2 separate regions of the Oryctolagus cuniculus genome follow, and region 1 is linked to region 2. Evidence: chromatin contacts called from public Hi-C data. All regions are on one chromosome and are shown on one strand. The core of a region is the stretch at or near the end of the contact, and the rest is flanking DNA. Distances in the headings are between cores, read along the strand shown.

The links. Hi-C and Micro-C count contacts between places; a contact is called where the count stands out from the background.
Region 1: a Hi-C map of an unstated tissue shows a contact between it and region 2, with 4 times the contacts expected there. The contact joins the enhancer-like site here to the promoter of FYN in region 2. A contact is called at or near these places in 2 of 6 Hi-C or Micro-C datasets (ear pinna and an unstated tissue).

What each region holds. Positions count from the first base shown.
Region 1 is chr5:59,881,373-59,884,833 of mOryCun1.1, reverse strand. All of the region lies in intron 5 of FYN (FYN proto-oncogene, Src family tyrosine kinase), which reads right to left. Among named protein-coding and RNA genes, the nearest start is that of TRAF3IP2, 100 kb to the left of the region's middle. Within about 2 kb of position 1,288, at least 2 of the 8 cell types and tissues checked have an H3K27ac peak or open chromatin away from gene starts, as enhancers often do.
Region 2 is chr5:59,710,110-59,713,810 of mOryCun1.1, reverse strand. It overlaps FYN (FYN proto-oncogene, Src family tyrosine kinase), which reads right to left and starts at 1,531. Exons shown (of 14, transcript XM_008263382.4): 1 at 1,078-1,531.

The sequences.
Region 1 (3,461 bases), core at 39-2,538, 170 kb before region 2:
GAGCCGCGGTGCCGGCCGTTTGGTAAGATTTCTTAATTTTTCTTTTAACTGAGGCGTACTCATTGAACATATTTATGGAGCACAGTGGGCCACTGTAACACGTGTATACAGTCTGTGCCGAGCAATCGGGGTAATTAGCACTTCCATCTCATCATGTCTTCATGTTCGGAGCCTTGGAGTGCCTGTCTTCTAGCTCTTCACTGGGGATGTTAGGGGCTGGTGTGTTGCTCTGCGGTGCTAAAGAACTAGAACCGACTCCTCCCCTCTGTCCATGTTTTGGCGTCCACACTCTCGCTCCCTCCCCTCCCCGCCCTGCAAGACATTCTTTGTTATCTCAATGTGACTCAAACATCTGATCTAAAGTTGCTGGTTTAGAATGGCTCTTTTTATTATTATTATTATTATTATTATTATTTGACAGATAGAGTTAGTGACGGAGAGAGAGAGAAAGGTCTTCCTTCCATTGATTCACCCCCCAAATGGCCGCTACAGTCGGAGCTATGCTAATCCGAAGCCAGGAGCCAGGTGCTTCTTCCTGCTCTCCCACATGGGTGCAGGGCCCAAGTCCTTGGGCCATCCTCCACTGCCTTCCTGGGCCACAGCAGAGAGCTCGACTGGAAGAGGAGCTGCCGGGACTAGAACTGGTGCCCACATGGGATGCCGGTGCCGCAGGCGGAGGATTAGCCAAGTGAGCCACAGTGCCGGCCCCTAGGATGGCTCTTATGTTTTGAAATATATAGCAGCTCTCCCTGTGCCTTTGATTTGAAGATGGATCACAAGAGCCAGTCCCCAACCCAAGGCTTACGGGCCCCAAGGGCCCTGATGGAGCCAGGAAGGGGCATGTGCCAACCTGGGTAAGCCTCAATCTGCTTGGCTGGGGAGCCTTTCCATCATGAATGTTGGATTCTTTCTAAACTTGGTCTCATCTCACTTCCATGGAGCACAGCTGTACAATGTTCACCAAGTGTTTGCGTGGGGTGCTAAGCCAGGACTACTTCTTTATCACAACAGAAAAGAACCCGGAAGGGGTCACAGCTCGGCTCTCTGTTTAAAAACCTCTATTGTGTTCTACAGGGCCACTGCTTCCCGGTGGTGAAAGCAGGGAATCGGACGGAGGCTCTCACAGACTAGCAAAACGGGCTCCAGTGAAATCGCGTCCTAACACGGGACCCTGAGCCCTCACGGCAGCTGCACCTGCAGCCTCCGCCTGTGGGCACAGCTGCACTGTGAAACACAAAAGCCAGGCCCTGCGGCCTGCAGTTTCTGCCTCTAGACGGGGGAGGGCGTGGGAGGACACAGACTAGGAGGTGGGGCGGCTAGGCGGGGGAGAGCGGGGGAGGGGAGCCCCGCCATCTGCTGCTGTGTGCCGGCTTTGTTTCCCCATCACCGTTTTCCCTTCTCTGTTATTCCCCTTGACTTCAGGATGCTGGGTTCCCTTCACAAGCCTCGTTTTTCTTTCCCATCACCTTGAACAAGGGCATGTAGGTGGCGCACAGGGTGAGGAACTCCACGGGCAAAAGGAAAAACATGAAGGCAAAAAGACCTCCGTGGGGTCCTCTTCTGGGAGGACAGTGTCGGGTACTCAAAGGCTTCTGCGGGCACCAAAAGCCCTGCCTGCAGATCACAAGACAGAGGCTGCGATGCAGGGGAAAATGTTTCTGCAAAAGTTCAATCTGATGACACTGTAGAGCCTTGCCAGGCCCGCGAAGGGCGGAAGTCATGTACTTGACTTTGACGGGGGCTGACTTCCCAGGCAGGTCCATGTTCAGCGTGGAGAAGCCGGGGGAGCCGTGCGAGCCGTGTGTGCGAGGCCTCCCTGCTACTCCTACCTCTCAGAATTCAGCAGGAGGGTTCACATCGCTAAAGCAACCTTGGCATTTAGGGAATACTGTGTAAACGGGGAGGGGAGGAGTGGCGTATTTCAGACTCGTGAGTTAACAGATTCCGACAAGACGGAATTCATCTGAGACTCAAACTAACAACAAGGAGCGGGAAGTCAGGAGAACAAAGCCAGGCTCCCTCCGCCTCCTCCTCCCGAACCTCCCCTAGACTGCCGTGCTTCCTCCCCCTCTCACGGGGACCTGGGCTGCCCCAGACTGCACCTGACCCTGTCCTCAGGATGCCCAGTCCCCAGCCCACCCTGGGCCCTGCCGCCGGCTAGCTGGGAGCACTCTGGGGAGTTGGGCAGGTCCCTGACCTGGGCCCCTCTGCTCCTCCGATGTTGCATGGTGACATCCCCTCGACAGCTGTTGTGAAGAATAAATGAGAACACTTGTAGCTCAGCGTGCGGCTGCAGCAGCGGGAACCTTCACAAGTGGCGGCTGCTCGCTGTTTTTACACAGAGAGCTCCTGGGTGCCAGGTAGTGTTCCTTTTGGCCTGGGTGCTGGCTGTTCAGGCGAGCTTAGTTTATAAAAATCCAGCAAAATGGGATACTTAAAAACCAAACTGTGATCAGATCTATGTATCATGGCATTGCTCCTCTCAACCCCCTCTAAGTGGACATCAGAGTGGCAGTAAGTACATACGCTAAGTGCACGAGTACCACGACACATGGCTTTTGCTACGTGCGCTCTCCACATGCATTTCGCTAAAAAGTTAAACAACAGCCACAGCTCCGTTAGTGATGACAATGATAATAAAGCTGAAAGGCCTGGCTCAAGTCCTTCCACCAGCTGGCATGTCCCGCTATCAGTTTGCTGGGACAGTGGAGGAGAGGTGGCACAACCAGACTTGGTGACACAGGACAGCCCTCTGTGGCATCCAGCAGCCCCTAGGTAGCATTCAACCACCAGGGGTGCTCACAAGGACTCGGGGGGGACCCAGCGTGCTGGTGGGGGCCCTGATGCTTCCTTCAGGGCCTGGCATTTTCTGGAGGGCCTTCATGCACGCTGCCTTAGGCTAACAGGAGCAATGTTTCAAATCCCCAGGGAAATCTGCCCCAGGTGTGCTCTGCCTTAGAGAGGTACTAAATGCAGCATTTGAGGAGCCGGCACTAAAGCTGCCACCTGCAGTACCGGCATCCCATATGGGCAGTGGTTCAAGTCCTGGCTGCTCTATTTCTGATACAGCTCTCTGCTAATGTGCCTGGGAAAGCAGCAGAAGATGGTCCAAGTGCTTGGGCCCCTGCACCCATGTGGGAGACCTGGAAGAAGATCCCGGCTTCTGGCTCTGGCAGTTGTAGCCATTTGGGGGAGTGACCCAATGGATGGAAGGTCTCTCTGTCTCTGTCTCTGTAACTCTGCCTTTCAAATAAATGAATACATACATAAATAAATCTTAAATGCAGCATTTGAACAGCGAGATGTCCCTCCTGCCTGTGGGCTACTGCTGCTAACGGCCACACTTGAGATGCACACATGCAGCATTCACACAGGGGCACAGCCGCTCCTGCGTTCACCTCACACACACTGAGTCACCGCCCGATTTTCCTGACAGGGCGGCACCACCACAGGCTACACCA
Region 2 (3,701 bases), core at 282-2,781:
GGCTTTTATTTATTTATTTATTTTTTGGTAAATGTGGATAGAAAGACTCTTGAGAGAAGATGGACTGCTTCATAAGCAAGAAAGGGAAGCCCCGGGGAAGAGAAACCAGAAGCATCGTGCCTATCCTTGGGTACTTTGTGTGTCTCCTCTATGCACTGAAAGGGCTCTTTGTGCCACACACACACACACACACACACACACTCACACACGGCGGGTCTGGGTGATTTATTGGGGGAAGGAGGAGCCAGAAGGGTGATTTTATTATCCCTCTCCTCAGTGAGTCCCAGCAAATCCTCTCCTGGGCCTTGGCTGGGTGGCCTCTTTTCTGGCCCAGTCCCCTCGGCCTGGCCTGTGGCCGCAGAGATAAGAGAGGGGAGGGGACCAAACAAAAACAGCCATCGATCCAGGGAAGTCGGGAGGAAATGCAGCTAGGGAGCCGGGAGGGGAGGAGAAAGGAGGTCCAGGGAGCAGCAGGGGTGGGGGCCGGGGGGCCGGGAGTCCAGGAGGCGAGGGGACAGGGAAGGCGGGCGGCGGTGGCACTGGCAGAGCGAAGGGGAGGATGGCGGAGCGCGGGAGGTGCCAGGAGTGGGTTGAGGACGCGAGGGGAAGGCGACGGCCCCGAGGGCGGGGACCGCGAGGTGGAGTGGGGCCGAGGTGGGTGGGGAGGGAAGCAGCACGGGGCATCAATTATTAAGTGATTACATCATCCCCGACATTAAACAACACACACAGCCCGGTTCCCGCGGGGGGCCCGAAAGGAGGGCGGGGGCGGAGTCTGGGCTAGCCTCGCCCCCAGGTCAATTCCGATTTTCACACGGCACCCGCTCGCGGGCAAGGAAAGGGCCCCATCCCCACGCTGCCTCGGGGCCGCGCCCCGCAGAGGTGGCCTCGCTCGGCCGCGGGAAGACCCCCCGCACGCGCGCCCGCGCGCGGCTGCCCCGCTGGGCGCTCCGGAGGCGGCGGTGGCCACGGCCCAGCAGCCGGGCACCGCGGCGGAGGCGGCTGTGCGGGGGCGCCGGCGGCCGGGGGTCCCCGCAGCATCCCGCGGCCCCCCGCGCCGCATCTGCGGCCGCTTACCTGCGCGGCGCCAGGCTCCGGAGTCCATTCACATGGTCCTCTCCTCGCCGTGGTCGGGCGCGGCCTTGGCGGCTCAGGCAGCTGCCGGGTGGGCCCTCGAGAGCGCCGAGGGGGCGGCGCCGGGGGGCGGGGGTCCCCGGCCCGGCGGCCCGATCCCTCCCTGGCGCGGGCGGCGGCCGCCGGGCGGTGCGGCGCGGGCGGCGGCTTTGTGTGCGCCCGGAGAGTCCTGGGCGCGCAGGGAGAAGCGCCGCACCCGGGCGGCTGAGGACGCACGGCTCCAAGCGCAGCCTCGCCCCTGTTCCCGCGGCCGGCCGGCGGGCGGGTCTCGGAGGCCTTGGTCTCGCGGCGACCCCTCCTCCTCTCCCGCGGCAGCCCCCTCCCCGCCGGCTCCGCTCCTGACAGATGGCGCAACTGCAAAGACGCGCCGCCGCCGCGGCTGCTCGCAGCGACTCCCGCTGATGCTCCGGCCCTCGGGCTCCAGAGGGGAGCGAGCAGGGGGCGGGGGCGGCCCCGAGAGTGGCAAGGCTCGCCGTCCTATCAGAGGGCCCCGTGGGAGATGCGAGCCTCAACCATTGGTGTGTGCGGAGGGGGCGGGACGGCCCTGGGTGGGGCCGCGGAGAGGGTTGAGCGTTACTGTGGCAGCGGCATCCCGGCGTGCGTGCGGGGTGGGGGCGCGGGAGGGTGCGCGGGAGGAGGTGCGGGTGTGTTTTAGAGACTGGGGAGCTGTGAGTTAGGGGAAGATCAGGGCGGGAGAGCGTCCGTGGGAATCGCGGCTTCTGCTTTGCAGAGGAATGCAGGTGCTACTACAGATTGGCACCTGCCACTCCTCCGAGACCACGGGAGCCTGCGGCGGGAGAGCCTTGCCCTTTGAGGGCGGGGGGTAAGACGGAGGAGCGTTAGGCTGGTGACTGCAGCCCTTCCTCGGATCGAACTGGAGAAGCCCCGGAGAGCCCTGGAAACGCGCAACAGAGGACGCGAAAGAAGAGGAGACGAAACTCGGGTTCTGCCGTGGGTCCCCCGTTTTCGTGGACACACATATTCGCATTTCTGGCGAAAGTCTGGAGCCAGTGCTGCTTAAACGAGGGCAGGGGTGGGCGACGACCCGGGAACTCGAAATCACAGAGCAGAGGTTTCTTTGTGCATTTTCCCCAAATCATGTCTAATTGTAGCCGTGGGTTGTCGTTGGTTTCTCCTGTGTTTTTCCCTCCACTGAGTCTGGGCGTCTGCTCGGATTTTCCTTGATGAAATAATAGGCGGGTTCGTATACAGCTGGGAGTGCATCAGCCTTTATTTCCTATCCAGCTTTTCTATGGCAGGATGTCACTTCATAAAAAGAAACACGTTGGCTTCCTGATTTTCTTTATAGGTAATTCCTGTTTACTGAAAGTTCTGCTTTAAGGCGTGTTCGGAGTCGTTCTTCTTAATGGTTTTGGCAAGAACCTTATATCCTTCCCTCTCAGCAAATCACACGTTCTTAGAAATATAGTGAATCAGCTCCTGCATCTATGCTCAAAATCTATACCATTGCTTTCCTGCACACTTCTTTTCTTTTTGCTGTAGTTTAAAATATGTCGGTCATTTTTGTAAACAAAAAAAATCCCTTTTTGAAAAATTTACTAACATTACACCATCTCCATTTTGTGAATGAGGAAATTGAAGGAAAGCAAAGTTGAGTAACTAACTCAAAATGATAGTATACAGTGGTGACTTTTTTTTTTCTTTCTCCTTAAACAAAATGAGAAGCCATGTTTCAGTTGTGTCTACTAATTCGTTCCATCGTCCCAGGAAACAGAATGAGAGCTAACACTAGAATCTTTTCCATATGCTAGAACTCCAGCTTCCGTTTAGTCAAGAATCGCTTATCTCACGGAAAGGGGCTCTTCCTCCTCAATGCTAGCCTGTCACGATGTCCCCTGTTTGTTGTTTGGGGTGGAGACACAGTTGTCCAAACCAGTGGTCCTCAAACTTTAGTGAAAGGCTTGCTGGCACACAGATTGCAAGACCTCACCCCCGAGGTTTGGATTCGGTGGATGTGGACCCAGGCCCAAGGATCTGAGTTTGTAACAAGTTGTCAGGTGTGCTAACGCTGCTGGTCTGGGTACCACACCTTGAGAGCTGGGCTGTCCAGTTTGGTGGCCACTACCCACATCTGGTTATTGAGTACTGAAATGCGCTTCTATGCTTGAAATGACACTAGTGCAAATTTAGATGGCTGTCCATGTAAAAGACATTGGATTGTGAAGACAGCATGAAAAAAGGGACTGCAACACTGGCATCACATATGAGCCAATCCAGCTTCCAATCTGGCTCCCTGAATGGACCTCGGAAAGCAGCAGCAGATCACCCAAGTACTTGAGAGACCTGGATGAAGCTTCTGACTCCTGGCTGCTGACTTCAGCCTCACCCTGCCCTGGATGAACTGATGAACAAGTAGACAGAAGATCTCTCTCTCTCTCTCTGTGTAACTCTGCTTTTCAGATAAATAATTTTAAAAAGACAAAAATTAATGTGAAGTATCTTATTTTTACATTGGTCATATGTTAATAGTCTGAGTATATTGTGCTAAAATAAAATACATTAAAGTTAATTTCACCTGTTTCTTTTACTTTTTAAATGCAACAACT